5 separate regions of the Mus musculus genome follow, and regions 2, 3, 4 and 5 are each linked to region 1. A link is a contact called in public Hi-C and promoter capture Hi-C data. All regions are on one chromosome and are shown on one strand. The core of a region is the stretch at or near the end of the contact, and the rest is flanking DNA. Distances in the headings are between cores, read along the strand shown.

Evidence for each region. Promoter capture Hi-C pulls out the DNA fragments that hold promoters and counts their contacts. Hi-C and Micro-C count contacts between places; a contact is called where the count stands out from the background.
Region 2: a contact with region 1 is called in a Hi-C map of B cells, with 5 read pairs. The contact joins the promoter of Kmt2b here to the promoter of Shkbp1 in region 1. A contact is called at or near these places in 2 of 39 promoter capture datasets (cranial neural crest and second pharyngeal arch cranial neural crest) and 1 of 484 Hi-C or Micro-C datasets (B cells).
Region 3: a promoter capture Hi-C map of cranial neural crest shows a contact between it and region 1. The contact joins the promoter of Arhgap33 here to the promoter of Shkbp1 in region 1. A contact is called at or near these places in 2 of 39 promoter capture datasets (cranial neural crest and pre-B cells).
Region 4: a contact with region 1 is called in a promoter capture Hi-C map of cranial neural crest. The contact joins the promoter of Aplp1 here to the promoter of Shkbp1 in region 1. A contact is called at or near these places in 3 of 39 promoter capture datasets (cranial neural crest, embryonic stem cells and maxillary cranial neural crest).
Region 5: a contact with region 1 is called in a promoter capture Hi-C map of pre-B cells. The contact joins the promoter of Zfp94 here to the promoter of Shkbp1 in region 1. A contact is called at or near these places in 4 of 39 promoter capture datasets (cranial neural crest, frontonasal cranial neural crest, pre-B cells and 1 more).

The regions. Positions count from the first base shown.
Region 1 is chr7:27,353,913-27,359,256 of GRCm38.p6, forward strand. It overlaps Shkbp1 (Sh3kbp1 binding protein 1), which reads right to left and starts at 2,096. Exons shown (of 18, transcript NM_138676.2): 1 at 1,959-2,096; 2 at 1,661-1,714; 3 at 1,489-1,534; 4 at 1,302-1,375; 5 at 814-872; 6 at 460-540. The coding sequence starts at 2,044. It overlaps Sptbn4 (spectrin beta, non-erythrocytic 4), which reads right to left. Exons shown (of 36, transcript NM_032610.2): 36 at 2,471-3,538. The coding sequence ends at 3,380.
Region 2 is chr7:30,585,643-30,590,986 of GRCm38.p6, forward strand. It overlaps Kmt2b (lysine (K)-specific methyltransferase 2B), which reads right to left and starts at 3,084. Exons shown (of 37, transcript NM_029274.2): 1 at 2,713-3,084; 2 at 1,613-1,685; 3 at 1-1,387. The coding sequence starts at 3,075. It overlaps Zbtb32 (zinc finger and BTB domain containing 32), which reads right to left. Exons shown (of 6, transcript NM_021397.2): 3 at 5,154-5,227; 4 at 4,991-5,059; 5 at 4,714-4,878; 6 at 4,039-4,565. The coding sequence ends at 4,288. Gm32082 (a long non-coding RNA gene) reads left to right here and starts at 3,137. Exons shown (of 3, transcript XR_003946734.1): 1 at 3,137-3,677; 2 at 3,877-3,963; 3 at 4,572-4,717. It overlaps Mir3569 (microRNA 3569), which reads left to right and starts at 3,738; the gene lies at 3,738-3,795.
Region 3 is chr7:30,532,422-30,537,765 of GRCm38.p6, forward strand. It overlaps Arhgap33 (Rho GTPase activating protein 33), which reads right to left and starts at 2,639. Exons shown (of 22, transcript NM_178252.3): 1 at 2,505-2,639; 2 at 1,682-1,791; 3 at 514-611; 4 at 339-423. The coding sequence starts at 1,759.
Region 4 is chr7:30,443,020-30,448,363 of GRCm38.p6, forward strand. It overlaps Aplp1 (amyloid beta (A4) precursor-like protein 1), which reads right to left and starts at 2,563. Exons shown (of 17, transcript NM_007467.3): 1 at 2,303-2,563; 2 at 1,299-1,442; 3 at 73-205. The coding sequence starts at 2,449. It overlaps Kirrel2 (kirre like nephrin family adhesion molecule 2), which reads right to left. Exons shown (of 15, transcript NM_172898.3): 15 at 4,747-5,344. The coding sequence ends at 5,100.
Region 5 is chr7:24,313,744-24,319,087 of GRCm38.p6, forward strand. Zfp94 (zinc finger protein 94) reads right to left here and starts at 2,923. Exons shown (of 6, transcript NM_001199321.1): 1 at 2,776-2,923; 2 at 607-668. It also overlaps the pseudogene Gm44513.

The DNA.
Region 1 (5,344 bases), core at 846-3,345:
GTATACCTTTAATCTTAAAGGCTTAGACAGAGGAAGGAGGATCCCTATGAGTTCAAGGCCAGCCTGGTCTATATAGTGAGTTCCAGGACAACCAGGGCTATGAGAGAGACTCCGTATCATAGAACCTCCACCCTCAAAAAGTAGCATCCAATGAAGCTAGCATGATAAAGTTTAAATTTATTTATTTATTTATTTTTCTGAAGAATGGGGTGAAACTTAAGAAAACTCAGACTACAACTCCCATCAAGCTCCCGTGCATGCTTCTGAACTCTAAAGAGAACTGGCTGTTGCACAGCTTCAAGGAAAAATGCTGCTTCCTATTTCCTTTCCAAGCATCTGATAAAGAACTACAACTCCCAGTGCACCTCAGGGCTCCAAACACCTAAGGGTTGAAGCTTTATGGGAAATGTAGTCTTTAAGCCAATCTCCCTCTCCCTAGCATCAATTGGGAGTGCTCACCTGGAGGAGGTAGATAACCATTGAAGAGGACATTTCCGCAGGAAGATCGATCCAACTCTTCCCTCACCTGCAGGCGACGAACTGCAAGGGAAGGACTCAAAACTTCATCTTGAGGGAAACTAAAGCAGACCCTTGTCCCCTTCCTCATCTGTCTTTCCACGTAACTATCCCCTCCCCCGCAACCCCGACCCCTTCAGAGCCAGACCCAAATCCGGTGCTCTTAGCTCTAACCCAACAGTCTTTTTGACTGGGAGAGTCAAAGAGGAGAGGCATTCTGCTCAGGAAATAACTGAGGGTGCTGACTGGGGGCGGGGTTGGGGTGGGGGTGGGGCACGGCACGGGACTCTCACTTACCCAGTGGAGTGAGTCCGTAGAATTGGGCTTCATGGAGGAGGCTGGAACCATGGACACCCCTGGGTAATAGGGGAGATTTGGGTGTAAAAATCTAGGGCATAGGCATGAACAGCACATTGCAAGGAGAAAGGTATTGAAACTGCCCAGAGACTACCGAAGCCTGGCTAGTTTCAACCGGCGTAAAATTCTAGGGAGGTTGAGGGTGGGGTACACCTGCCAATCCAAGACATGGGAGATAAAGACTGGCCTGATCTGGATGGAGTTCTAGACAGCCAGGGCTACAGAGCAAGGCCTTATCTCAAGCCAACAAACAAATACATACTTTCTTTAAAATCTAGATAACAAGGATGAAGAATGGTGCAAATGTGTGGGCATATTTTAATGGAAGGAATATAACATGATCAATAATTCTAATAGAATGGAACACATTTACTTTTCGAGGAGAGATTTTATACAGTGGCAGAATTCACCCATTTACCCATACCAACCTGGGATCTAACTCTTTGGTCCGCAGGAAATTAAGGATGGGGGCAAAGACGGTGGGGTCCCGGTCGATGAAGATCTGCATGGTGGGGTGGGGATGGAGGTGGGGGTCATGGAAAAGACCTGGAATAAGTAGGAGCTCCTGTCCCCCATCCCACCCGGAGTCCCGTTTTTTGATCTAGCCCTACTCACAGCTCCGGTCTCATCTTTCAGGGTTGAGATGCGTCCGCTCAAAAGACTACAGGAAGGGGAAACCGAGGAGGAGACATGGGCCGAGTTGCAGAGGTGAGTATTGTAGAAATGGGTCTCCCCACACCCTCTTCTTTCATTCCCTCCTACCCTCGCCCCAGACTCTCCTAATCACCTGGAAAAGAAGGAGTCTGGGATCCAGGTAAGCGTCTGGCGAGAGGTACTGAACCTGGGCGATGGGGTAAGGAGAGGAAAGAGAAGAAGAGGTGAGGACGCTGCCTCCTCCACTGAGATTCATGCATTCTCCTTTGGCATTTCTTTCTTTCTTTCTTTCTTTTTTATTCAAGCGCCAAGCCTCCAGCTTGAGGCGGAGCAATTCTTGATGGACAGGGACTACCACCCCCACCCCCAGAAGAGGCGGGCATCCCGCCTCGGTCCCGTAGGATGGGGCCTCGAGGATCTCCCACACTCACCGCTTGCCCCCTACGTTCAGATGAATCACTTCCCCGGGTGCTCCCCGACTCGGGACCCCCTCCACTGCAGTCGTCGCGACGGCCATAGCCCCACCCCCCCGCAAGCCGGCCGGCTCGCACCCACTTCCGGGTGTGCATAGACCCCGCCTCTTCCTCTTGCTCATTGGCCTAGAGACTCCAGGATCCACCGGCGATTGGACAGAGAGCTCGCTCAACGCAATTACGGTCTCTGACTCTTTAAAGAGGGCCGGTCTTTCCTGGTTTCGACGGGGCGCACTTGGGGATCCTTTGGAGTGATTTAGTAACTCCCCCCCCCCTTTTCTAGGTTCCCTTATTTTGGTATAATACATAACGAATGTAGGCGATTCGTTGAGGAGTACGTGCGCAGATCTTGAAATGAGCCTATACCAAGGCTTAGGTATTTGTAGAGTCTAGGAGACTGCCTTCTCGACCTCGTCCCCACACCGGCCCACCCTCCAATCCTGTCTCGGATACACGAACAAACCAGCGAAGACTGTCAAAGCCAAAGGGTTTATTATAGGTACATACAGTGTGCGCCTGCCACACCGCCCCGCACCCCCTGCCTTGGCAGCGTCTCCAAGCAGCCACGGGGGTTGCCTGTAACCCTGATTCCCTCCGTCCCAGGGAGGTGCTCCAGCCAGAAGCATGCAGGGGGAGGGCTTTCCCACCCCCTCCCCCTCGGGAAGTGGCATTTACAGCTAGAATCGGGGAGGAGAGAGGAAGACAGTTTTGAACTTTGACTCCCCTCCTATTAAAAGCCTTCGCGGATGCGGGGCGGGGGGAAGGAGGGGGGGTCTACGTTTTTGCAAAAATAAACTAAGTCAGGAATTAACCGCATGGCTCTGAGATGGCGGAGTACAGGGGCTAAGGGCCCCTGTCCTCCCTCTTCCCAGACAGATCAAGGCAGCATTGGAAGTGAGGTAAAGGCAGGGAGGGAGTGTGTCCCCTCCCCACCCCCTAGCACCCTGGATGGTCCAGGGGACCTCACCAGCGCCCCCGTTGTCCATCCTTAGGGCGGAGAGGAGGCCAACAAATCACCACCTCCTAGATCCCTCGCCACTCCAGCTTCTTGGGGCAGGATCTGACGATTGGGCAGGGAGCTTGGCTCAACTGGCTCCCTGCCCGGCCCCACCAAGCTCAGTTATTGCATAAAAAGAATGGAGCCCCAGCACCTGGGGTGGGGTTGGCGAGCGGGAAGGGACCGAGATATGGCTATAGGGACAGCAATCCCCTACCACCACCTCTTGGAGTGCAGAAGTCCCTTCTATTTCAGGCCCACAGTGGCACATCCGCAGTCATTCCGGCCCTTGCGGATGAGAAGTTGTCTTTGTGTCCACAGTGCAGAGAGGAGGGGCAAGGAGACTTGTCAGACTCCAAGGTGGGGGAAAGGGTACCTGGAATCACTTCCGGCGCCCGCTGGCCCTACGCTCCCCGCCCTCACGCTTGGGGTTGCCCTCATCTGTGGATGATGTGGTAGGTAGTGTCTGACCCCATCGGGCGATCTCGGCGTGTTCTGCCACGGAGTTAGCCACAGCCTCCAGCCAGCCGTTCATCTCCTCCTGACGGAAGACGCAGGACAAGTCCATATTTGGAAGAGGAACTCAACCACACCGCCCTCCCTAGCTTCACTTTCCTGTTAGCAGGATAATGCTGACAGTAAGGATAAAAGAACAGTTACATGCCCCAGACTCCTCTCTAAGCACTTCTGTGGATGCACCCCCTTAAACAGAACCAATAGGATTATCTATAAAGCAGAGACCACCTCCACAAGCAGAGAGAAACAATGCAAATGAAGTACTGGGGGGGGGGGGGAGCTTGCAGAGACCTGACACCAGGCCTCTTGCTCATTGGTCCAACTTACTTCCTCTTTACAAAAGCCTTGAGATAAGTCATTTTGGAACCGCAAGAGGACCGGGTAAACAAAGGTATGCTGGAGCCTAATGAACAGTGAGTGCTTCCTCCCTCAGGAGGAAGGAGAGTGCTGACTCAGGAAGGCTGTCCTCTGCACCCAAGGCACAGCACATGGGTGACAATACGCATATCCATCAACACACACACACACACACACACAAATAAAATGTACTGGGGCAGGGTGGTGGAGCACCCCTTTAATCCCAGCACTTAGGAGAAAGAGGCAGGAGGCTCTCTCTGAGTCTGAGGCCAGCCTGCCTGGTCTACATAGAGTTTTCCAGGATAGCCAAGACTTCAAAGAGAGATCCTGTCTCAAAAAAATAAAAATAAAAACATAATTTGGGAACTGGAAAGTTGGATACATGATTAAGAGCACTGGCCACTGGCTGCCCTTCCGAGGGACCAGGCACCCATGTGGAGGCTCACAAGTACTTGTGAGTCTGGTTCAGGGGTACATCCTCTGGCTTTGGTGGAGCAACCAGGCAGCTGTGCAGTACACATGTAAGCATGAAGGTAAACAGACACATACAATAAAAATAAATCTTTTTAAAAAATTTTTTCAAAGGAGCTGGGTATGGTGGTGCATGCTTTTAATCCCAGCACATGGGAGGCAGAGGTAGGTGGATTTCTGAGTTTGACACTAGTCTGGTCTACAGAAAGCTCCAAGACAGCCAGGACTACACAGAGAAGCCCTGCCTCAAAAATAACAACAAAAAGCAAAAACAAAACAATGAACCCAACAACTCTTTTCTTTGTGTGGTGTATGAGACTGTACATGCTGGGGTTTGTACCGTGCACACGTGTGGAGGCCAGAGGAGGATCCAAGTGTCTTGTATCTATCCCCTAGCCTGATTCCCTCCAGACAGGGTCTCTCAGTGAACCAGCAAGAACCTCCTGTATTTCTTTACCCCCCCTCCATAATTAAGGAATTATGTAAGTCCATGGGCAGCCATGCCTGTCTGTCTGTCTTTCTTTCTTTCTTTTTAATATGGATGCTGGAATCCAAATTATAGTAGACTTTTTTTTTTCAAGACAGGGTTTCTCTGTGTAGCCCTGGCTGTCCTGGAACTCACTCTGTAGACCAGGCTGGCCTCGAACTCAGAAATCCGCCTGCCTCTGCCTCCCAAGTGCTGGGATTAAAGGTGTGCGCCACCACGCCCGGTTCATATCAGGCTTTAACAACAACCGTCTTCAACACTGAACCATTTTTCCAGCTCCAGTAAGGGAATATTTGTTATACATTACATTCAATCCCTTTAGCTCAAAACTCTGACTTGCCCCCTACCCACCCCCAGCACACTCAGGATAAAATCTTCCCCTAATATTGAGAAGTCCAGCTGCAGGGGACCTTTTTGGAACCATTTACCTCACTTCGGCTGTCCTCCTGCAATTGGCTCTCTTAAACCATTGCAATTCTGTCCTCTGGGACACTCAGCCCTGATCACTCATTTTGT
Region 2 (5,344 bases), core at 1,834-4,333, 3.2 Mb after region 1:
TTCTCAGGGAGTGGGACTGGGGTAGATGGGGGAGTTGGGACACGAGGTGGAGAGGAGACTGGTACTGGTTCCTGGGGAGCAGGTGGGGAGGTTGCAACAGGAGGTCGAACAATAGAAGCCTCCACCTTTGGAGGTTTGGGAGGATCTTCATCCATAAATCGCCGGGGTGTCTTGATAACACGGGAGGAGCGAGCACTCACTACAGGCATAATAAACTGCCGTATATTCTTTAAAAAGGTGGTACTTTTGGGGACCACAGTAGGACTGTCTTCCAAAGGGCTTCCTGTGGTGGTGCTAGGGTTTGGAGTGGGAGAAAGGGTGCCCTCTGGTCCTGACCGAGCAGCTTCCCTCTCTGCCCGCTGGCTAGGAGTCAGGGGAGGCCTGCCCCTCTTCCTAGAGCATGTAGCTGGGACAAGAGGAGGAGACTCTTCCTGCTTCTCTGGGGCTGGATATGGGGGAGGGGAAAGTGGGGGAGGAGGAGAAACTGGGGGTGGTAGAGGGGATGCTGGAGGTGGAGGAGATGTTGAAGGGGGTGGTAGAGGAGGAGGTGGTGAAGGGACTGGAGGAGTCAAGGGTGGTGACGGAAGCTTTGCCTCTTCCTTCTCCTTGGCTAGCATCGCTTCTTCCTCAGCCACAGCTCTCTCAGTCTCCTCCTCTTCCTCTTGCTTGTTGTTATCCTCATTGTCATCTTTTTCTTCCTTCTCTTCTCCCTCCTTCTCCTCCTCCTCCTCCTCCTCCTCCAGTTTCTGCTCCTGTTTCTTTCTACACGAGCCCCTTTCTGGTTCATCTCCATCTTTTCTTTGGGGGGCATCCTGCCAGCTTTCCCCACGTTGACCATGACCCTGACCTGATTCTAGTTCCTGGGACAATTGTCCCATCTTCACTTTCTTGGCCTTGGAAACAAACTTGATCATAAGGGGAAGTCCGCCTCGGCCTCTGCCCCTGCCTCCACGGCCTCCTCTCCCAGGCTGTCCTCCACGTTTGGGGGTTCCAGGTCCTGGACCAGGTCCCTCCTTGCATTTCCAACTGCCAGCTTTGTTCTTTACTGGAACCACAGGGGGCGGAGGCTCGGGTTTAGGGATTGTCACAGCCGCTTCTGCTAACACTACTGCTTGCTGCTTTTTCCGGCAGGGACCGGCTGGCCGTCCTGGGGGCCTTCCCCGAGACCGTCGGGGAGTAGAGGGTTCACGTGCCCGTGCCCGGCTCCGGGGGGGTTGGGGTGCTTGGGACCGCCGGAGAAGTTCAGTCAGTGCCTGCACCATCCGTTCTGTGCCCTCCTCACCCCGTTTCCGAGTAGGGGCCTTTGGGGGGACAGGAGTCACATCTGCTAGGCGAGGAGGAAGGGGGGTCGTCTTATGCTTGCGGCCCCGACCCCGAGGGGCTCGACCTAAAAGGAGAACAGTTGTGGGGAGATGGGTCAAACTGGCCCTTCAGTCTTAAGAAAAGCACCCCAGAAAGACAGGATACTAAGTCTTACTTGTCTGTTTTTCCCCACAGCCCAGGCTACCTTGGACTGAACACAGGACACTCAGTAACTGGTAGAGACTAGCTGAACACAAAGGGCAAGAACCTTCCCGCAACACTAGAGAGGTAGAGTTTCCCCATCACTCACCTCGCTGGGACCGAAGCGCAGAGCGCAGGGAACTGGGGGCCACATCTTCATCTGAATGAAAACCCTGAAACTCCTGATTTAGGGGACCAAGGGTGAAGGGGAGAAACAGCAGTCAGTACCAAAGCCCTGGTTCCATCTGGGCTTCAGGTGTTGCAGATATGATAGTTATCGTCCACCTTAACATACTCCTCCTCATTTACCAAAGAACTTAAAAGACTGAGGCAAGGTCAGAAGGAATAAAGGTACAAGGCGTTCTTGAACCAGACCATTCCAGCACAGCCATCAGTAATTCACTAGCCCAGAAGAAAACACTAGAGGGTCTCCTCGAGTTAAGCAATAGGCATTACAATGAGGGCTAATTCCAACTTAAAACAAAGTAGGTCCTCCATTTACACCCTTGCAGGGCATTCTTAAAAATGGGGAGTGTTTGGGGGAGATGAGAGGTGGAGCAGATGGTTTATCATATTAGAATCCACTCTGAGCCCTCAGAGGACAGCTAGCTCTCCTAAGCAATAGAATCCACACCCTCCTGCCTTCTCCAAAAGGCTGAGAGGGATAAACCATGACTGCACTCACTCCAGATTCAAGACTCAGCATTCATTCTATCCCTCTTCAACCCGCGCCTAAGAAGCCTCCACCACTCTACCTTAGAACCAGAGAGCAACTGGGGCCCTGGTGGAACCAGGGCAGGGATATGTCGCGGATTTTAAGGGCCAAGGAGGCAGCCTGCAAGTAAGAGCCCAGGAGGCTCTCTAGCCTTGGTCAATTAAGGCCACGCTGCTGCTGTCAACCACCGCTGGTCCGGCATGCAATCCCTATGGCCTCTTCACCCACTCCTGTCCTGCTCTGCCATTGCTACCGCGAAAGATCAGCTCAGGACACCAATTGGGCTCCAGGCGTCTAGCTGCAGTCAGGGTTTCTCTGATCACTTTCAAAGGCCCTAGCTACCCAAACGCTCCACGCAGCCTGCTTCCTTCGTGCTTCTTTCCAGGAGCCCCGAGAATCCCACTTGTCCACAACACCCTTCGGAGCTATCCGGAGCCCTGCAAGCCCCTGGCCTCCGCCCTACCCGGCGCTAGAGACACCTCCGACCGCCTCACCTCCTCCTCGGATTCCCCGTCACTGCTCTCTTCCTCCGGCATGCAGCCTCGGTTCGGGCCCCAGCCCCGTCCCCGGCCGCGGCCTCGGCCTCGCTGAACTCGCGCACCAGCCCACAGGCGGCGGAGCCGGCGCAGGCCCCGGCGAAGACCCAGCAAACGGAGCAGGGCCGTGTCCTCCCCGGGCTCGGCTCCTCCCGGCCCCGCCGCGCCGCCACCGCGCCGCAGGGCTACCCGCACTCTTTCGGCTCCGTTGCCTCGGCCGCCGCGGCCCCCGCCCCCGCCGGAACCCCGCGGCCGGCCCGGGAAGCGGCCCCGTGCGGAGCCAGGCCCGGGGCAACTGCCGCCGCCCGCCGCCGCCGCCATCTTGGCACCGTGAGAGGGGCCGGGGAGGCGGGGGGAGGGGCAGCCCGTGCGCAGGGCCGGGGGGGAGGGGAGAGGAGGGGAGGAGGGGCAAAGCGGGGCGGCTGCGGCTCACGACAACAACCAGCGCCGCTGTGGGGCGGGCAGGAGCCGGGGGCTGGGCTGGCCACGCGCGGGGCACCACGGGAGCAGGAGTCCTGGGCCGGTCGGCCGTCACCCTCCAGCCGCACCTGAAGAGCGGACCCCGCGTCGCGGCCTGAGAGCGGGAGGCGCAAGGTCTTCTGGGGAATGTAGTCCAGTCGCCTTGCTCCTTCCGCCGACAGCTGGGGCGCGAGAACTGGGAATACCGGGTTGGCGACAGAGACCAGGAGAACCAGTTCCTGGTCTCCAGGAGGTGTGGTTCCCGGCTCAGACTCCTCCCATTGTTCTAGTCGGAACTAGCGACCTGCATGGACTACCATTCCCAGGGTCCTTCCCAGGGTACCGTTGGCTTCGGACCCTGGGAACCCGACGGACACACAGTAGACGAAGTTAGCTATTGCGCTAGGCGTTGGCTGAGGGGAGGGCGGCGGCGCTGGATTAGTCTCACTTCCAGGCGCAACCCGGTAGCCGCATTGCCCGGCGCGGAGGGGAGATGCTGGAGAGGCTAGTCTTCCGTCCCTTACTCGGAGGAGAGCAGACCGGTGGTCGAAATCCGGACCTCAGTCTGCGCTCCTCTCCAGCCCTAGACTACGCGCGCGGTAGATTGCTGTGGGAGGAACCAGAGTCTTGGGGCGCCTCAAAGCCACCTTTCCTCTCCCGCAGGGTCTGGAGCGCCTTTGCCGCGTGCTGCCCTCGGGAATTATACGAAGCCCCCCGGAAGGAGAAGTGTGACCCTCTGTTTATTGAATGGTGAATGGCCAGCAGGGGCCGCTACAGGGCAAGGGTGGAAACCCCCTAGCACAGAGGAAAAGTCTGGACTCGTCCTGACTGGAGCACAGGAAACTTTATTATAGTGATGAAATTGACAGTCCCCAGTTAATCTTCACCGAGTTAATTGTCCTTTAACTCGGGCTCGCCAGGCCGAGGCTTCTGCAACTCGCTTGTCCCGGAAGGGTTCGTAGCTCCTGTCTCGCAGTTCTTCTGTGGTTAAATTTGCCAGGCCGCCCTAGCTGAGCCCTTCTGCCTTTCATTCTTTGGACTCTTTGTCAAGCCAGAGAAGCTACCAACACCCGGTCAGGTGGCAGCAGAGGAGGTAGGACTACCGGGAGAGCTGGAGGCCCGGGTCGGCCTCGAGGAAGAGTAGAGGAAGGTGGAGCGTATGGTCCATCCAGGCGGCAGCCGGCTGGGCGAGTGGCCACGCATGTGCGCCTGCATGGAGGCCAGGCTAGGGCAGCCAGCCCTGCACAGAGGGCATCGATAGGGAGCAGCCCCATGTGTCCTCAGGTGCTTGGTCATGGCAGAGAAATCCCGGGAGCGCTGAGGACAGAGGCTACAGGAGAAGGGCTTCTCTCCTACAGGTGGAGGAGAAAGCCAGAGAAGGAAGAAATGGGCGAAGGCTCTCCAAGCTAGGGGTGCGTCGAGCAATAGGGCAAGGGAGGAGCTGGCAGGCCGGCGATGGAAACGAAAAAGATAAATTCACACTGGGCAGGATGCCCATACCTGTGTGGACTCGGTAATGTGTCTCCATCTGATGCTTGAGTGAAAACCTCTTTCCACACACAGAGCAAGAATAGGGCCGAGAGCGAGCAGGAGAGGGTAAAGGAGGGTGTTGGTGAGATGGGCAGTTCAGTGTGCGCTCCTGACTCACACAGGTTGCCAGTGTGCCTGTGTGGACAGAGAAATGGCGTGACCCAGACAGAATCCCTGAGGCCGAATCAATACAATGTCTAAACGATTTGGTGAGGAGAGGGGAGGCGGCAGCTCTCACCCTACTTACCTGTGAACCCTTGCCCAGACGTTTCTATCTGCCAAGGGCTGAGGGTTTCAGTGCCCTGGGGAAAAGATCCTGGAAACAGAGTGAAGTAGGGGCCCTGCTAAGGCTGGACTCCTGGAGCCCAGCCACTGGGCAAAAGCCCTGTGTGGAATACTGAGGGGCTTACCTGGAGTGGGGCTAGAGGAAGCCAGCTGATTCTGACTCCAGAGAGCTTTGGAGTGGTTCAAGGTCAGTGGGATCCTGGGTGGAGAAGAATTACAGTCTTGGCAAAGCCTGAGAACCTAACTGACTCTGGCCTGTCTTGTGATGACAATATTTGTTGTCTCTAACTCAGGAAATGTACACTGAACCCTTCCA
Region 3 (5,344 bases), core at 1,389-3,888, 3.2 Mb after region 1:
AAAAGGAGGGCTTTAGTTTTGTTCCAGACCTAACCTTTCTTGGCTGAGACTATCTAGGGGTAAATCCGTGTTCCCCATTGGGCCTCCTCAAGGACAGGGCGTGACGGTGTCACTGTCTGGGTAGAGAGTCTTGTCACAGAGCAGAGCCTATCAGAACCCTGGTGTGGAGGAATAAATAGAAAAATAAAGGGATGAAGCAGTGCCTCCCGGCCAGCTGGGACCTTGGCTTTCTGCAAGTGTCTGCTCGAGCATGCAGGTGGCCAGGGCTCAGGGATGGGCTTCTGGGGTATAGTGGCTGCTAGCAGTTCACCTCCCTGCCTGAGCACAAGTTCGCATACCTGAATGTGGCCAAAGTCAACATTCTCATAGTGGAAATGGGCACAGTCAGCCAGCCGGGGGAAAGGGCCTCGAGGAGCTGAGAGCCTGGAAGACAAGCAAAATATCATCCACAACAAAATATCATCTCCTGGGGCTTCCCTCCTCCCTCAGCTAAACCCTCTGGCATCCTCTCACCTCTTCCCAGGCTTCCCCTTTGTACCCGGCCCCCCAGTAGTGGGTACGGGCTGCACTGAGCCCTCCCCTGGGCCATCCAGGCTGTCAGTGCTGCGGGCCTGTAGAGCAGAGAGAGAATCAGAGGCCCCCAGAGATGGGAGCGGGAACAACAGGAGCATTGTTATCTGCAAGCTTGGGCCTTGGGCCAGGAGGCTCTCCACACTGTCCTGCAGCGTGGGGTAAAAGGGCAGGTCAGCAGGAGATGAGTGCTGGGCTGGAGTCAGCCTGTTTCTTCCTGTGTGGTCTGGGAGGAAGGACTGGAGGTGCAGGGACCAAGGGTGAGCAGGCAACAGGAGCGAGGGCATGCCGATCCTGTCTGTGCGTGTTTAAGACCCTTCTGTAGCAACCATACAGCAAGGGTACGGTCACTTGCCACTGTCCACATCTCAGTCTTCTGTTCCCAATCTTTCCCCCTCCTGGCATGATGCTTTCCACAAAGTACAAATGTGATTGGTTTTCCTGCTTCCGTGACTCTCAGGAATTCTAGATGAGGTTGGACTTCTCAGGTCTGAGAGCCAAGCTTCCTTGAGCTGGGTTCCGTTTGCCACTCCAGTCCTGTCTCTCCCCTGCTGCCCCAATTCTCAGAGCTCTGAACTTTTCAGAACACACGTGCCAGCTTCTCATTTACCTTCTATGCCTTTGCAAAGGCTATTCCTCAGACTGGAATGTGGTTTGCACACCGTCACTAGGTTCTCTCCTCCTCATTCCTCATGTGTGTTCCTTCAGAAAGCCCTCTCTGTCCATCTAAGGCTGTTTCAGACAATTGTCTCCATCCCATCCTGTGGGCTTTCTCCATCCCATACTACACAACTATACCTGAGCTTATCCATCTCACTCTGAGATGCTTCCTGCAAGGAACTCATCTCTCCCTTTGGAAATAGGGCCCCAGGCTGACACCCTCACCCCCACCCCCGCCAATGCCCAACAGAGATCAGCACAGAGTTAGTACTGTATGTATGATTCTTCTCTGGGTCCCTGACACGCAGTGCCAATCCAGTTGCACGGCATAGACTGGGCAACTCTGATGAATAAAATAACCAGCTGCCAGATGGGGATTCGGGGATTTGCTAGACTGGGCTTTTTCCCTCCTCCGTGTCCCTGCAACCCCAAGTTCATCCCTGGGTCTCACCCTCAGAGTCTGTCCCCTGCCAGCCCATGAAGCTCCCCAAGGCAGGATGGGATCTGACTGTTTCTGTGCCTGGAGCATGGGGCCTGCACAGAGGAGGTCTCAGTGAATGTCTGTGGAGTGAGGGAATGAATGGATGAATGAGCGGGAGCAGTATGGAGGAGGGGAGATGAAGACAAGGAGATGGAGAAGCCCCAAGGCTCAAGTGGAACGGAGGCGGGAGGCGCGATGTTGGCCTCGAGTAAGGATCGGGAAGCGGCGGGAGAGACTTCGATAAAGGTTCAGATCGATGTCGGTGGAGGGATTGAGAGCGCGTGGCGTGGGATGAAAATGAAGAAGAAAAGGGTCAGGCAGGGGATGGAGTGAGATGGGGGTGGGGCTCAGGAATGAGAAAGGGGCTGTTGGGAGCAGGAGGTGGTGGTCGGGAGGGTGACTGGGGATGAGGATGCTGAGGAGGGCGCTGGAGTGGGGGCTGGTTTCCAGGGAGCCTCGGCAGACGCCTGCAGGGGGGAAGCCCTCATGGGGCGCGCGGGTCCTTCCCTGAACCAGCCCCCTTTTCTCAAGTCCGGATCCTCCGCCACTGTCACCCCTTTTTCAGGGCCCAGAAGGGGGAGGGAGGAAATGTGCGCTGAGGGGGCGGGGTCGAGGCCCGGGCCGCGACCCAGGACCGCACCGAGGTGGAGACCGTAGGGGACCGCGAGGAAGGGTGAGGGGCGGCGCGCAGGCCGCGGGCTCGGGCGGGGCCGGGGGCGGGGCGCGCAGGGCGGGGCCGCGCGGACAGACTGGCACGCGGACACACAGACTGATGGCCCCGAGGGCCCCTCACCACCATGGTCGCGGTAGCCTCCTCAGACCCCGGCGGCTTTCGAGCCCTCGTTCGCAGTCCTCGCCACCGCCGCCTCCGCCGCCATGGTGACACAAAGGGGAGGGCGTGAGGCGCGCGCGGGCGGTCGCAGGCTCCTCCCCTAACGGCTGCCGGGGGGGTCTCTGGCGCGCGCCCCATGAGGGGCGGGCCAGCGGGCACGCGGAGGCCCTTCTCATTGGCTCCAGTTTTGGCCTGAGGGCTACGCCCCGCCCACAAGGCGGCTGCTTATTGGCTTTGAGTGCTGCTCTACTTCCCGCCCCCATCCCCGCCCCGTCTCTCCAGTCCCACCCCCCGAAGTTTGACAGCGCCACGCCCATGGATGGTTGGCATTGGCTGTCAGGGCCCTCCTGAGATAAAACCCTGTATTCTTTATGCTCCGCTGCCGCCACTTCTCTCCTTAAGCAGCCTGCCCTTTCCTCCCGCGGTCGCTCCTCGGACGTGCTTCATTGGGTTCGCCTACGACTATCCCCCACAAGCAGCCTTTTCGAAATGCGGGTCCTCCAGTCCCCACGCTGTCAGTCCTGATCCTGACCCCGCCCACAAGCTTTTTGATCTCGCACACCCCGCTGTGTCCCCACCCTAGGCTCTGTGCGACTTGGCCTCCCCCTATTCACTGGACATCTTTCCTTGTTTCCCTATATTCGCTTATTTGAGGCTAGCCTTTGACATCTTTTTCTAGGAAAAGCTTCTGTATGGAATGCTATGACATTCATGCCTCTCAGAAAGCCAGGTGCAGTCTTTTTTCTTTTTTTAAACGATAGAGAAGTGCCTAGAAAGCATTGCAGCCACACCCTTTCCGGAAGGATGCTTTCACTGATCTGGACCTGAGCAGGCCTCTCGTTTCGGTAGCACGCTCCCGGTCCAGGCTTTTAAAGACTTTGATTATTTAATTCGGGGATATACCAATAATCAAAAAAAAAAAAAATACAGCCTTACCCATATGGAAGCTCAAAGGCTAGTATGAACTAGGTGATTTCGGTTTGTAATCTCAGCACTGGAAAAGTGGGTGCAGGAGAATCATGAATTTGAGGCCAGCTTGAGCTGCATAGTGAAAATCTGTCTCAAACAAACCAAATTAGGGACTGGAGAGATGGCTCAGCAGTTAGCACTGACTACTCTTCCAGAGTCCTCAGATTTCTACTCCCTGTTCCAAGCACCCACATGACTGTTCACCAGCTACAGCTCCAAGATGTCCAGAAGATGCTCTCTGTGGGCACTAGGCACACATGGAACCCCCAACATATACACAGGCAAAATACCTGTATGCATTAAATAAAAAAATTTAAAACCTCCAAATCAAAGGCTGATGGGGGAAGATAATGAACAAAATAAATATAAATATGTATCATCCGAGAGAAAAGCTAGTTGGGATGGCGAAATATGGAAAGTGCTGGGTGGGGGGAGGGAATAAGTGTAATGAGTGATGATGCTACTAAGTTTTGGGGGTGGTTTGTTACCCAGCCACAGTTAAGATGGCCTCGGTCAAGTAGGTAATCTCAGCTTAAGTGTGACTTCCTCGGGCAGCCTTCTAGTGCCCCCTCTTAACTTGATCAGGATGTTATTGTGAATATCTTCTATTGTTCCTTGTGTCTAAACAGCTACCTCCTTATTGATTCAATCAAGTGTGTGGTTTGTTCAAAAGGATGAAAACCCACATTTATCTTGTTTCTGACATAGAGAATTGCATGTCAGAAATCTATCCCATTTCCCTTCATAAATCCCATACATATATCAAAACAACATTGATCTCAGATTAAAGAATCCCAGAAACCCTGTCTTAAAAAACCAAACCAAACACACACACACACACACACAAAAACCCTCAACCTAACCCTCATCATATATAGTTGCCATCATTTTATTTATGAAAAGTTCTAAGATAGGGAAAGTTGACACCCACACATCCACCAGCTAGCTCTTATCATTAAAACATTTTACTATATTCATTTTGTCTTACATCTACTTATTGCTTTACTCACCCATCCAACTCATCTTTGGGAATGTTTCAAAACAGATTAGGCTGGGTGGGTGTGGTGGCCCACATCTGTAATCCCAGCACTTGAGGATGTGAAGGTAGGAGACTCAGTCCAAAGCCAGGCTTAGGTTACATAGTGAGTTGGAGCCTAGATCTTAAATGATCCTATTTCAAAAGACAAACCATTGCATCCATACTATCCTGGAATTTTCCTCACTTCCTTTTTTTTTTTTAATGGTTTTTCGAGACAGGGTTTCTCTGTGTAGCCCTGGCTGTCCTGGAACTCACTCTGTAGACTAGGCTGGCCTTGAACTCAGAAATCCGCCTGTCTCTGCCTCCCAAGTGCTGGGATTAAAGGCGTGTGCCACTACCACCCAGCTTCTCATTTCCTTTTGTAAAAGTCAAAATTTGTACCTAATATTTCTTTTTTTTGGGGGGGGGGATTCGAGACAGGGTTTCTCTGTATAGCCCTGGCTATCCCGGAATTCACTTTGTAGACCAGGCTGGTCTCGAACTCAGATATCCGCCTGCCTCTGCCTCCCGAGTGCTGGGATTAAAGGCATGCACCACCATGCCCGGCACTGTACCTAATATTTCTATATTTCTATATTTCTATATTTTTTTTTCTGAGACAGAGTTTCACTATGCATCCTTGGCTGGCCTGGATTTCTCTACATAGACCAGGTCACAGAGATTAAAGGTGTGTGTGACCATGCCTTGCTCACATGTATCTCCTTAGCTAGAATTCACTTTTTCCCTTGAGGGAAACCACCGCAGGGATTTTGATGAGGATGGCCTTCATAGGCTCAGACGTTTGGATACTTGG
Region 4 (5,344 bases), core at 1,313-3,812, 3.1 Mb after region 1:
TAGACCAAAGTCATCTCTGGTAGACTCCCACTTCACCTCAGTTCCCACCCCACCCCCCAGCGGGTGACTCACGCAGGCAATGGAAGGGCACAACCTCATGGTGGGGGTGGGCGCATCTGCCACTCCGGGTACCCCCACACCAGCGCTCCATCGGGATGGCCTGTGCAGCCTGCTCCACGCGTGCTATGTGCAGCTCGGGGTACATCTGTAGGACACAATGTGTGTGGGAGGAGGTGGGGGGGGGATCAACCTACTGGCTGACCCCCACCCTCTGCATCTCTCATTTGGCAGCAGTACTGGGGATTGAACCCAGAGCCTTGTACATGCCAAAGCCATGCTCTACCACCAAACTCCTACATGTCCAGCCCTCTTTTTACTTTTTATTTTGAGACCAGGTCTCCTTACATTTCCTAAACTGGTCTTGAACTCATTCTGTAGCTTACGAGGGCCTTTAATTTGTGATCCTTCTACCTCAGCCTTTCCAATAACTGGGATTATGGGCCCATGTCACTAATCTCAGCTTGAGCAGTTCCTTTTTACGTGTCTTGGTTCCTAAGGACATCCCTGGGCCTTCGTCTCTTGTCTATAGAACTAACAGGTTAATTTGTAAGCCTCAGATGCTAAGCTTCGGGTCCACTGGTCATACCCTAGTGGTCTCCCTTAAGTTCACCATTCTCACGAGGCCTTGATAAAGGTCCTCAGGCTTTGACATGCCAAACTCAACTTCTCTGAGCCCACGTTTGAAGGCAACCCTGCTCGGCAATCAGGTTTCTTGCTCTTTCACTTCCTGCCTTTCTCTGTTTAGCTACTAAGTAACTCTTCTTTGTATTAGCCCCGCCTTTTCATTGCACGTCTCTTAGGCAGGCAGCCACTCTCATTGGGCTCCATCACTTACTGAATCTTGTTGGTTTAAAAGGTCTCTTGATCTAAGCCTTGCCTCTCTTTCGGCCACGCCCACTTACACTCCCACTTTTTCTAAACGGATCCATAGATTCCTAAACCATGCCACTCTTCAGGCGACCTTGATTAGTCCATGGGGGGTGTGGGGGGGTGTTGTTGGGTTTTTTTTTTTTCAGTCTCCACCGCCGCCCCGCGGCCCCTAATTTCTCAAAATAGGTTTGCGCTGGCCCTTTAGGAGGGGCCTCTTCACTGACCACAGACCCCCAAGCTTTCCCTGGCTTTACAGATTCTCTCATCTCCCTAGACTCTGCCAAGTCCAGCTTCCTCAAGGGCGACCCCGCCCCAGCTTGGATCCACTTTCTCATTGACCACGCCTCTCCCCGTGGGGTCCCGCCCACCTGTCTGCAGTACTCCAGCACGCGCTGCGGGTCCAGAAGACAGCGTCGTGATCGCTGTGGGTCTGGTTCCCAGCGGCCGGTGCGCAGGTCCCGGTGAAGGGTTAGACGCCCACATAGTCCAGCCACTTGAGCCGACCCCGGAGCCTGGGAATGAAGGCAGATGGGGCAGTGAGGAGCCAGGGCAACGATGTCATCTGTGTTGTCTGGTTCTTTGCTCCCTAAAACCCAGATAGGGCTCCTGCCCCTATCTCTAGCACCAGCTCCTTCTAAGCACCTTCTGAGTGGAGAGACCGTTCCCCGGGAAACAAATCCCGTGGGGCTGGAGCGCCCCAGCTCTCCCGTTGCTATGGTGACCTGGGTCCCCACCCCCCCGCCCCGTTTCTCGCGGCCTTGTTGCTGAGAAGACAGGCTCCGCCCCCGCCCCAGCGGCTTGGGTCTGAAGCCTGAAGGGGTTAAACTTGAATCGTGTTGGGGGAGGCGGGGGGCGAACCCAGGCGTTCTGGCCCCTCCTCCCTCCATCCCCAGTTCAGGTTCCCACTGAGGGGGTGCAAAGACGACAGGGCCCAGCTTCCCAGCAGGCCTGCACATCAGACCTTTAAGGACTAGAGGAGCTATATCCGGATTGAGTAGTGGGTGGAGGCCCGGACTACTGGATGTTTGAGGGCAGGGGGTTCATGTGGGTCCAGATAATACAAGGGACCTGGGTTCTTAGAGCCAAGCGCCTACTGCCTGGTGCGTCCTACGCTTAGGTGGGCAGGTCTTGGGGCTTTGTCGTCTAGGGGTGCTCTGGATTTCTTGGACCAGAGGCTCTTGGAAAGAGCCAGGTCCGACGATGCGGGTGGGAGGGGGCAGGGACGTCAGACGATGGAGGAACCTAGGAAAATCTACAGTTCGGATCGCGTGGGGCAGGCCACCTGGCCAAAAGGACTGCGGTGGCCGTCCCGCGTCCAGGTCGAGGCCCGGTCCCGCCCCTTCCCCATCCCCAGGACCCGGCCGGGCCTCACCTCGGCCGCGCTGGGGCTCCCAACAGCCAGGTTCCCGACGGCGAGCTGCGCGCGCAGAAGCAGCAATGACAGTGGCAGCAACAGCGGCAGCGGCGGCGGTCGCCAGCGGCGACCCTGACCGCGAGCGGCGGGGCTGGTGGGCCCCATGTCCGGGCCTCGGGCCCTCACGTCCCCTGCGCTCCCGCCCGGCCCTACCCGGCCCCAGCGGTGACAGGAGCTCCCAGCGCCACCGCCGCCTCCTCCTCCCGCCGCCCCCGGGCTGCGCCGGCGCCGCCAGCCCCGCCCCGCGCCGGCCCCGCCTTCCCAGCCAGGACAATAGCGTGGCGGCTCTGCGCACTGAGAGGCTCCGGAACCCCGGGAGGGAGCCTGCTCCAAGTCCCAGCCCCTCAAGATTCCAGGTGTCACTGTCCGCGTGAAGACCGAGTCACTAGGTTCAGTCCTGGGCGTAGCCGTTTTCTGGACTTTCATCCTTGGCCTTCTCTTCTGGCAAACGCAGACACCCAGCATCAGCTTTGTCCTCCTCCAAGGATGCCAGAATCCATGGGGGTGGGGGTCTTCCATAAATCCCTCTCTTGAGGTCCCAGGAATATAGACCTCCGAATTTTCCCAGTCAAGAATTTAGGGAGTGTACTAGGAAAGCCTGTAATCCCGGCACCTGAGAGGAGGGGGCGGGAGGATAGGAGTTTGAAGCTAGCCTACCTACATGCAACCCAGTCTCAAAAGACAAAACACAGCTACAGCTAGGTAAATCTGCTCCCTTCCAGGCCTCTTCTGTCTCAGGACCGGAGGCCAAGTCTCCCACCCTTGCTTCCTCAAACCTAGGAAGCCTTCCTGCCCTGATTGCCAGGTGTCTGGATCTTCAAATACTCCCTCCAAAAATCCATGACTAAACCCTTTCTTTACAGATGACTCGGGTCAGGTGCTGGATACCATAGCCTTCCAAGACCAGCACCTGAGGACCACTGTGTGGAGTCCCCCATTCTCACCCTTTCTAAGGGCCACCTCAAGTCTTCTGCCTAAAGGGTTCACTGTTTTATCTTAAGTGAGTGTACAATATTCTAATCCCCCCCCCCGAAGCAGCCCAGATGTGTGTGTGTGTGTGTGTGTGTGTGTGTGTGTGCATCTGTATGGTGTGGACCTGCCCACATTTGTCTGTCTTTCTGCTTTGTGTGTGTGTGCATCTCTGTGGATGTGGGTGGGGTGAGGTAGTGGTGTATTATTAAAAGAGTTTAAAGTGGAATGGTGATGTGCACCTGTAATCCCAGAGGGCCTGAGGCAGCAAGATCAAGAGTTCCAGGCTAACTGCTGAGAGAAGGCTCAGTGATGAAAAGCACTGGCCGCTCTCTCAGAAGACCCGGGTTCAATTCCCAACACCCACACTGTCTATAACTCCAGTCTTAGGGGACCCATCCCTCTGTTCTGGTCTCAGGGACCAGGAATGTATATAGTATACAGTAACACATGCAGGCAAAACACCCACACAAGTAAAATAAAAATAACAGATCTTAAAATACAGAGAGAGAGAGAGAGAGAGAGAGAGAGAGAGAGAGAACCTACAGCAGTAAGCCAGTAGCAAGGGGCTAAGGAAGGACTTAGGACATCATCGCTACTGCCACCCAATGCATGAGAGGCGAGGGAGGACTAGATACAATACAACCTTTGTGGGCCTCTTCATTCATGGAAAACACCAGGAGACTCCTCCAAGTGAAAGAAAATTAAAATTCAAGGTCCATGACTCATGTGGCTTGTGTCAGTTAGTTAGGAGGGCCTTTGGGCCTAGGGCAAAAACAAAGGCTGTAAAGTCATCCAGGAACTGGCTAGCCATAAAAGACAGGGAAGACATACCAGGATGTCCGGACTGGCCCGGCGTCTCCCTATCTCCCGCCCTTCTGACATGGGTTAAATGTTAACCAGATGCTCTGCTGTTACCTTGCTCTGCACATACAGTTTGCTGATGTTTAAACTGTCCAATTGTGTGAAACCATGCCAATTCTTCCCCTACCCCCACTCTTTTCCTATATAAACCCCTAACTTTTGAGCCTCGTGGTCGATTCCTCTATCTCCTGCGTGAGATACGTGTCGCCTGGAGCTCCGTCATTAAACTACCTTGTGTGTTTGCATCAAGACGGTCTCTCATGATTCCTTGGGTGTGCGCGCTATCTCGTGACTCGGGTGGGGGTATCCCCACGGAGGTCTTTCACAAGCACATTTGCGTCTTTGCCTCCCCCTTTTATTATTAAACATAAGTATTCTTAGCCCAAGAGTCCCCTTCATTTCTTCTATTTCCACCCTACCCCATTCCTTGGATTCAATTCTTTCTGTATCTTTAAGGAAGGAGTCAAGATAGTGGCCATTTTGGTTCCCAGATAATGAACAGCCATGTAGGCTATACTTATTGGCCAGGACGCGGTGGGGGGGGGGGTGTGGATTATTTCTTTCATCTTGATTTGTCTTATGTTATCCTTTCTCTTGATGCAGATGGTCATATATCTTCTCTACTACTTCCATCCATATCCCTAGTTCCCATCTTTGTCCCTCTGCAAAGTATTTAGTCATTTAGTCACCATCTTGAATGTCTTTCTCATGGGAAAGCGGCCATATTGCTCCCACTTGGAGAATCCACTTTGGCTGAACTGAGTGTACACCAACAGTCCTGATGCTTGTAATGATCTTTCCCTCCTTCAATGTTCAGTTTTGGAGGGGTTGGTCATCAACTTGTTCTGACTCCCCAGAAATCTGGACAACACACTATATGGCAAACAGAAGATTCCAAGACCCTTCACTTGGAGAGATGGATTCACACATGAGTCTGGAGACGCTGGTGGCTGGGTGGAGACAAGGTAGCATACGGGAAGGGGGGAGTTCCAGAGCTCAATTCTGGGGGTCCAAAGGATGTGGGTTTCATGTAGCTGGTGAAGGCACGGGGATGGGGGGTGGTAAGATAACCTGCCCTCGCTCTGTACAGTCTGCAGGGAGGGACTAAGTCCAGATGTGGCTTGAAGTCATAGTAAGTAGGAGTCCCTGGGAGACCGATCGGAGAGG
Region 5 (5,344 bases), core at 1,673-4,172, 3.0 Mb before region 1:
CAAAAACAAACAAACAGAACAAAACAAACAAACAAAACTGAGTTGTTTTTCTGAAGGAACTTTACAGCTTTTGTACGACTTTGGTCACAGGACAGTCCTGGCAACCCGGGAGCATCTTGCATTACTGAGTTTTGCAAACAGTGCACAGTAAGGACTGAGACCGCCGGGGTGAGGAGCCCCTTCAGGAAACACGGAGAGCAGATCCAGCAATTGGTGTGAGGAACTTATTTTACTCTAAAAGTAACTGTGTGTGACAGTCAATAAATAAATACGCCTCTGCGTGGCTGTCTGACGTTCAGTCGTCAGGGGCTGGACCTCCCTGCTGCCACCGGCGAGGCCTTATCTCGTCCTGGAGTGACCCTCTTTCTTTGATTGTCCCTCATGACCCTGACACCAAGACTTCATCATTAAAATAAGAAAAACATGCTAGACGTGGTGACATACATCTTTAATCCCATCATCGGGACTGACATGAAGGAGAGAAGAGTGACTCCCTGAGTTTGAAGCCAGCCTGGTCCACAGAGGGAATTCCAGGACAGCCAGGGCTACATGGGGAGACTCCACCTCAAAACAACAACAACAACAACAATGCCAGGCCACACTCACCAGGAGCCTTGCTGAAGGAGTCAGGACCTCACCTTCCACTCAGTCCTTGTTGAGAGATCAGGCTGTGGAAGGAGAGAAGCCATGAAATAGGAAGGCCATTCCTGACAAAGCAGTTGAACTGTCCCCTCCTGCCCACCAAGCTGGAGACAATCTTCTCCTTCCTAAAAGGTGTCCAGGGCTAACCATTATTGGTGGGGACAGAAAGAAGGTCCGGAGGGACCTCCTGCTGCCCCCAGTGAGAGGCTGGACAGCTGGAAAGATATTAGTACTCACAAGAAGAGATTATGATCTCCTGAAAAGAATGGTCCAAAGCTTTCGTGTCTGCTCTAACAGAGAAGACCCAAAAGCTAATGAGAGGGCCAAGTGTGGAGGCCCAGGCCTTTAACCCAGAATTCAGGAGGCAGAGGCTGGAGGATCTCTGTGGGTTTGAAGCCAGCCTGATTAACAGCAAATTTTAGGACAGCCAGGGTTACACGGAAAAACTATCTCAGGGGGAAATAAAAACAAAAGGTAAAGAGCCCACGTGATAATAGATCTCCAGGGAGAGGTACTTGTCACCAAGTGATGGCCTGAGTTCAGTCTCTAGGACTGACTCTTCCTGAGAGGTCTCCTCCATCCTGCACATGCTCAGTGTTGCATGTGAGTATGCACGCGTGTACACACACACAAATTGTCATTGTGAAAACAAATTATTAAAGAAAAGCAGGAGAACCTGAATTTGAATCCCAGCACTCATGTACAAAGCATTCAGAAGCATATATGTATCAACACATGCATGTAATGGTACACATATATGACCCATACAAAAAGTCTTAGAAAGAAAAAGCGAGAATAAAACAGACTTGTATTTTAAAAGGCTACGCCTTAACAGGAGGAAATACACTTGGCTTGATGCACCTAGATATGCTTGGTCAACAGACCACCACTTCCTCCTTCCTCCCCTGAATCTGTAATGGGGGTAGGGTTAGAGGTAAGGGGCTACACTTGATCAAACCATCTTTTTTTTCCTTTTTTGTTTTTTGGGTTTTTTTGGCTTTTTGTTTTGTTTTGTTTTTCAAGACAGGGTTTCTCTGTGCAGCCCTGGCTGTCCTGGAACTCACTCTGTAGACCAGGCTGGCCTCGAACTCAGAAATCCATCTGCCTCTGCCTCCCAAGTGCTGGGATTACAGGTGTGTGCCACCACTGCCCGGCTGATCAAACCATCTTGGGAGCATGCTGAGCAGGGAGCTGTGTTGTTTGGACCATCAGCTTTCAGGCTATGACTAGTTTTGAATTTTATGCGGCAACAGTCTTGATCTGAGTTACTCTATCTTGGATAAAAGTGCCAAGAAGAAATCCATGTCTTGTTTACACAGTCATAGCCAGGCGACTCAATTGTGCTATTAAAAGATATCGACTAGCCTTTAGTCCCAGCACTCAGGTAGATCTCTGTGAGTTCAAAGCCAGCCTGGTAACATAAAACATAAGCGCACCAACCATATCACGTTACTTCTTCACCAAGGGACCGGTATGTGGCAGGCACACTGCTCAGTAGCCTGGTCACATGCCAGGAGCCAAGTCCAGTTCCAATGATCCATCCTGTGATAATAAACTCACGAGTGTGTATAACTGTGTGCCAGGTGACTCGTGGTCTGAAATTTATCATTAGCTATGTTAAGCTTGGAATAAAAGAACCTGTGATTAATGGCCAACCACCAGGAGAAATCGAGATTCCTTGGCAAATTGCAGCCAACGAAACTGACACAGCTTATGACTTTCTTGTCGTTCAGCAAAATCTGACATCGTGGAAAGCCATAGACGTGTCCGTTTATCCTTCTACATGACAGGCTCTCGACAAATCTCCACCCATCCCGATTCTCTGCAGTGTAGGTGTGAGTCCTAGAACCTTCAGGGCAGGGTGACACTAGCTACATCAATGCCTCAAACAACACTATCAACATGGCCCTCGCACCCCAATTCCAGACAGCAGTGAAGGAAGGTGTGAGGGCTCACACCTGTCATCGCAACACACCGGATGCTGAGGCAGGAGGCTGACTGAGCCACGCGCTGAGACCCTATCAGTGCGATGATATCTGTGGGATGGAGGGAGGCTCATTGGGCGCCCTGCGCTTCCCTTTCGCCAGCCTGGAGCCGACTCCCCTACGGCCGCCCGCCGCCAACCCTGCAAACCTCCAGATCCAGGCATCAGTCGAGGAAGGTGTGGGAGAGAGGAGACTCAAGGGAGGACAAGGGGAGCGGATGCTAACAGAAACCACCTGGGAAACACTTCCCAGAATGCTTCGCATCAGCCCGCACAACAGAAGCACGCGCAATGCTCCGAGAATTTGAACTACGCTTCCCAGAATGCTCGGCGTCCGCCGGCCTTCACAGACGCACGCGCAATGCGCAGAGACCCTGGACGACACTTCCCAGAAATCTCCGCGTCAGCTCTCCCGGGTGCCTGCGTGTTTGTGGAACAGTTGAACTACATTTCCGGTAGTGAATGCGGAGAGGCGGATCTTACACTCGTTTCTCCTAGTATATAGCCTCTCTGGAGTGTGTGTGTGTGCGCCACGCAGGTACTTCCCTAGCCCTCTGCGGAACTTTTTATTTAATCTGCGAGACACTGGTGCGCACTGTACAATCCATACTGAATTTACGATGGTCCTCCTGCCTCAGTCTTGCACACTCTCAAATGCTGGGCTAACGTGTGTGCCATGACACCATGCTGCCTCTGAACTTGACACGTCCCACGTGGAAAATTTTTCACCCTGGAAAATTAAGAGTCCTTACCTCATAGGCGGTAATTTGGCCCTACCGTTGTCCTTATATACCTGAGTATATAATATATACTTCTGTGTTTCTCAAAGAAACCAAAATTCTCTCTACACATCACAGCCACACAATCCACTTAACCTCCTGCTAGGCTGCTTCTTCAATGTAACCACAGGTACATTGATAATTCATACTCTCCTCCCTGCCCCTCCAGTTTTCTCCCCACTTCCTTCTATCTTCCACATCAATCTAGATCAATCCACAGGAGAAACAAGTTTTGGTTTGCTTGGTTTTTTTTGTTTGTTTGTTTGTTTGTTTTGTTTTGTTTTGTTTATTTTTCAGAGATTTATTTCTTTTTTTATTTATGTGAGTACAAATAAAGTACAATTAAAAAAAAAGCTAGCTTCAGACACACACTAGAAGAGGGCATCCGATCCCATTACAGATGGTTGTGAGCCACCATGTGGTTGCTGGGAATTGAACTCAGGACCTCTGGCAGTCAGTGCTCTTAACTGCTGAACCATCTCTCAGCCCTGTCTGTCTGTCTGTCTGTCTGTCTGTCTGTTTGTTTGTTTGTTTGTTTGTTTGTTTTTAATTATCCCAAAGGACCACTAGCAAAAGTTTTTTTCATCCAAACAAAATCTCGGCGTATGTGTGTGGCACAGCGGAGATGCTGTAACAGGTATACATAGTAGCAAGGAAAAAGACTAGTTTTTACATGATATGATTGTTGTGACAATTTTGGAGTTTTGGTTTCTTTGAAAAACAGAAATACTATAGGAATGTTTTGATTTTAGCCCCAGGTGAGGAATATGAGGCTGCTTCAGACGGTCCACAGCAGCTGGGATTTGCCTCCTGCTCTAGCAGAGGCGTGATTTTGCCAGCTGCAGGTGGTTTCTGTGCGTGTGTGATGTTTAGAATTCGGGGGACTTTTCAGAGAGGGGTGGGTGTAGGTTGGCTTTTGGTGGCTGTTCAGTGGGGTTGTTGGCAGTTTGTTAGCTGTTGGTCTTTGACTGCTGTTGGTCAAAGTTTGTTAAGTGGTCCTGTGCAAAGAAGAAACAGCAAGACGAATGGCAGAGATCAAAGTTGCCCCCAAGAAATGTGATGCCCTTAATCAGCAGGAAGTAGTCTATCAATAACATCACCCCCTTTCTGACCCCCCCCACCTTATTTAGGGATCACTTTCCTCTCCTTTTTCCTCTCTTATCTAGTGTTACAGGGTTGCAAGGGTGGAGAAGGCTGGAAGAAAGAACCCACAGAGTAGTAGCAAAAGACAGCCGGGGTGCCCCCACAGGCTCATCAGGGAAACTCAGAGTTTTCTGGCAGGACCAGTTCCTGGCTTTAAAGCAGAACCCAATAAGAGCAGCACCTGTTATTTTCATGTGGCCACTTCAGGGGAGCCCCAGGATTGCAATTTTGAGGGAGTGACTTTTAGGCATAACTATCCCTTCCAGACACGTACCCAACAGCAGCACCTAAAGCGCCAATCTTCATCCTCCTAGTTGGAGTCGGGGAGACTATGTTTGGATATTTTGAAAGATAAGCGGGCCCTGGCACTACAGATGTGCAGTTCTGCAGTCAATCCAGGCTTTCTTAAGGACTACTAATCCAGGTGATCCCTTAGCAAATGACATAGCCGAGCCTTGGAAGGAGCCACAAAGCCCAAGCCATAGAAACAGCGAGAGCAAGGACTAGGTTATATGCTATGAATAATATTTAACTTGATCAGACCATCAAGTGTACATCACTTTTGTTCTGCAAAACTTCTTCCTTTTGTTGTTTACATTGACACAGTCTTAGAAACATTACAGATTAAAAGCCCAGGAGCCTTCATCTTTGGTGATTACATGCACTTTAGCAAATCTGTCTTGTCCTGGTGCACTGCTGCAAAGCATGAGCAGAGAGGCTGGAAGTAGCATCCGGGTTCCTGTGAGATGCTGAGAGCAGTGACTCTGCTTGGACTCGTTTCCCCATCGTAGTTTAA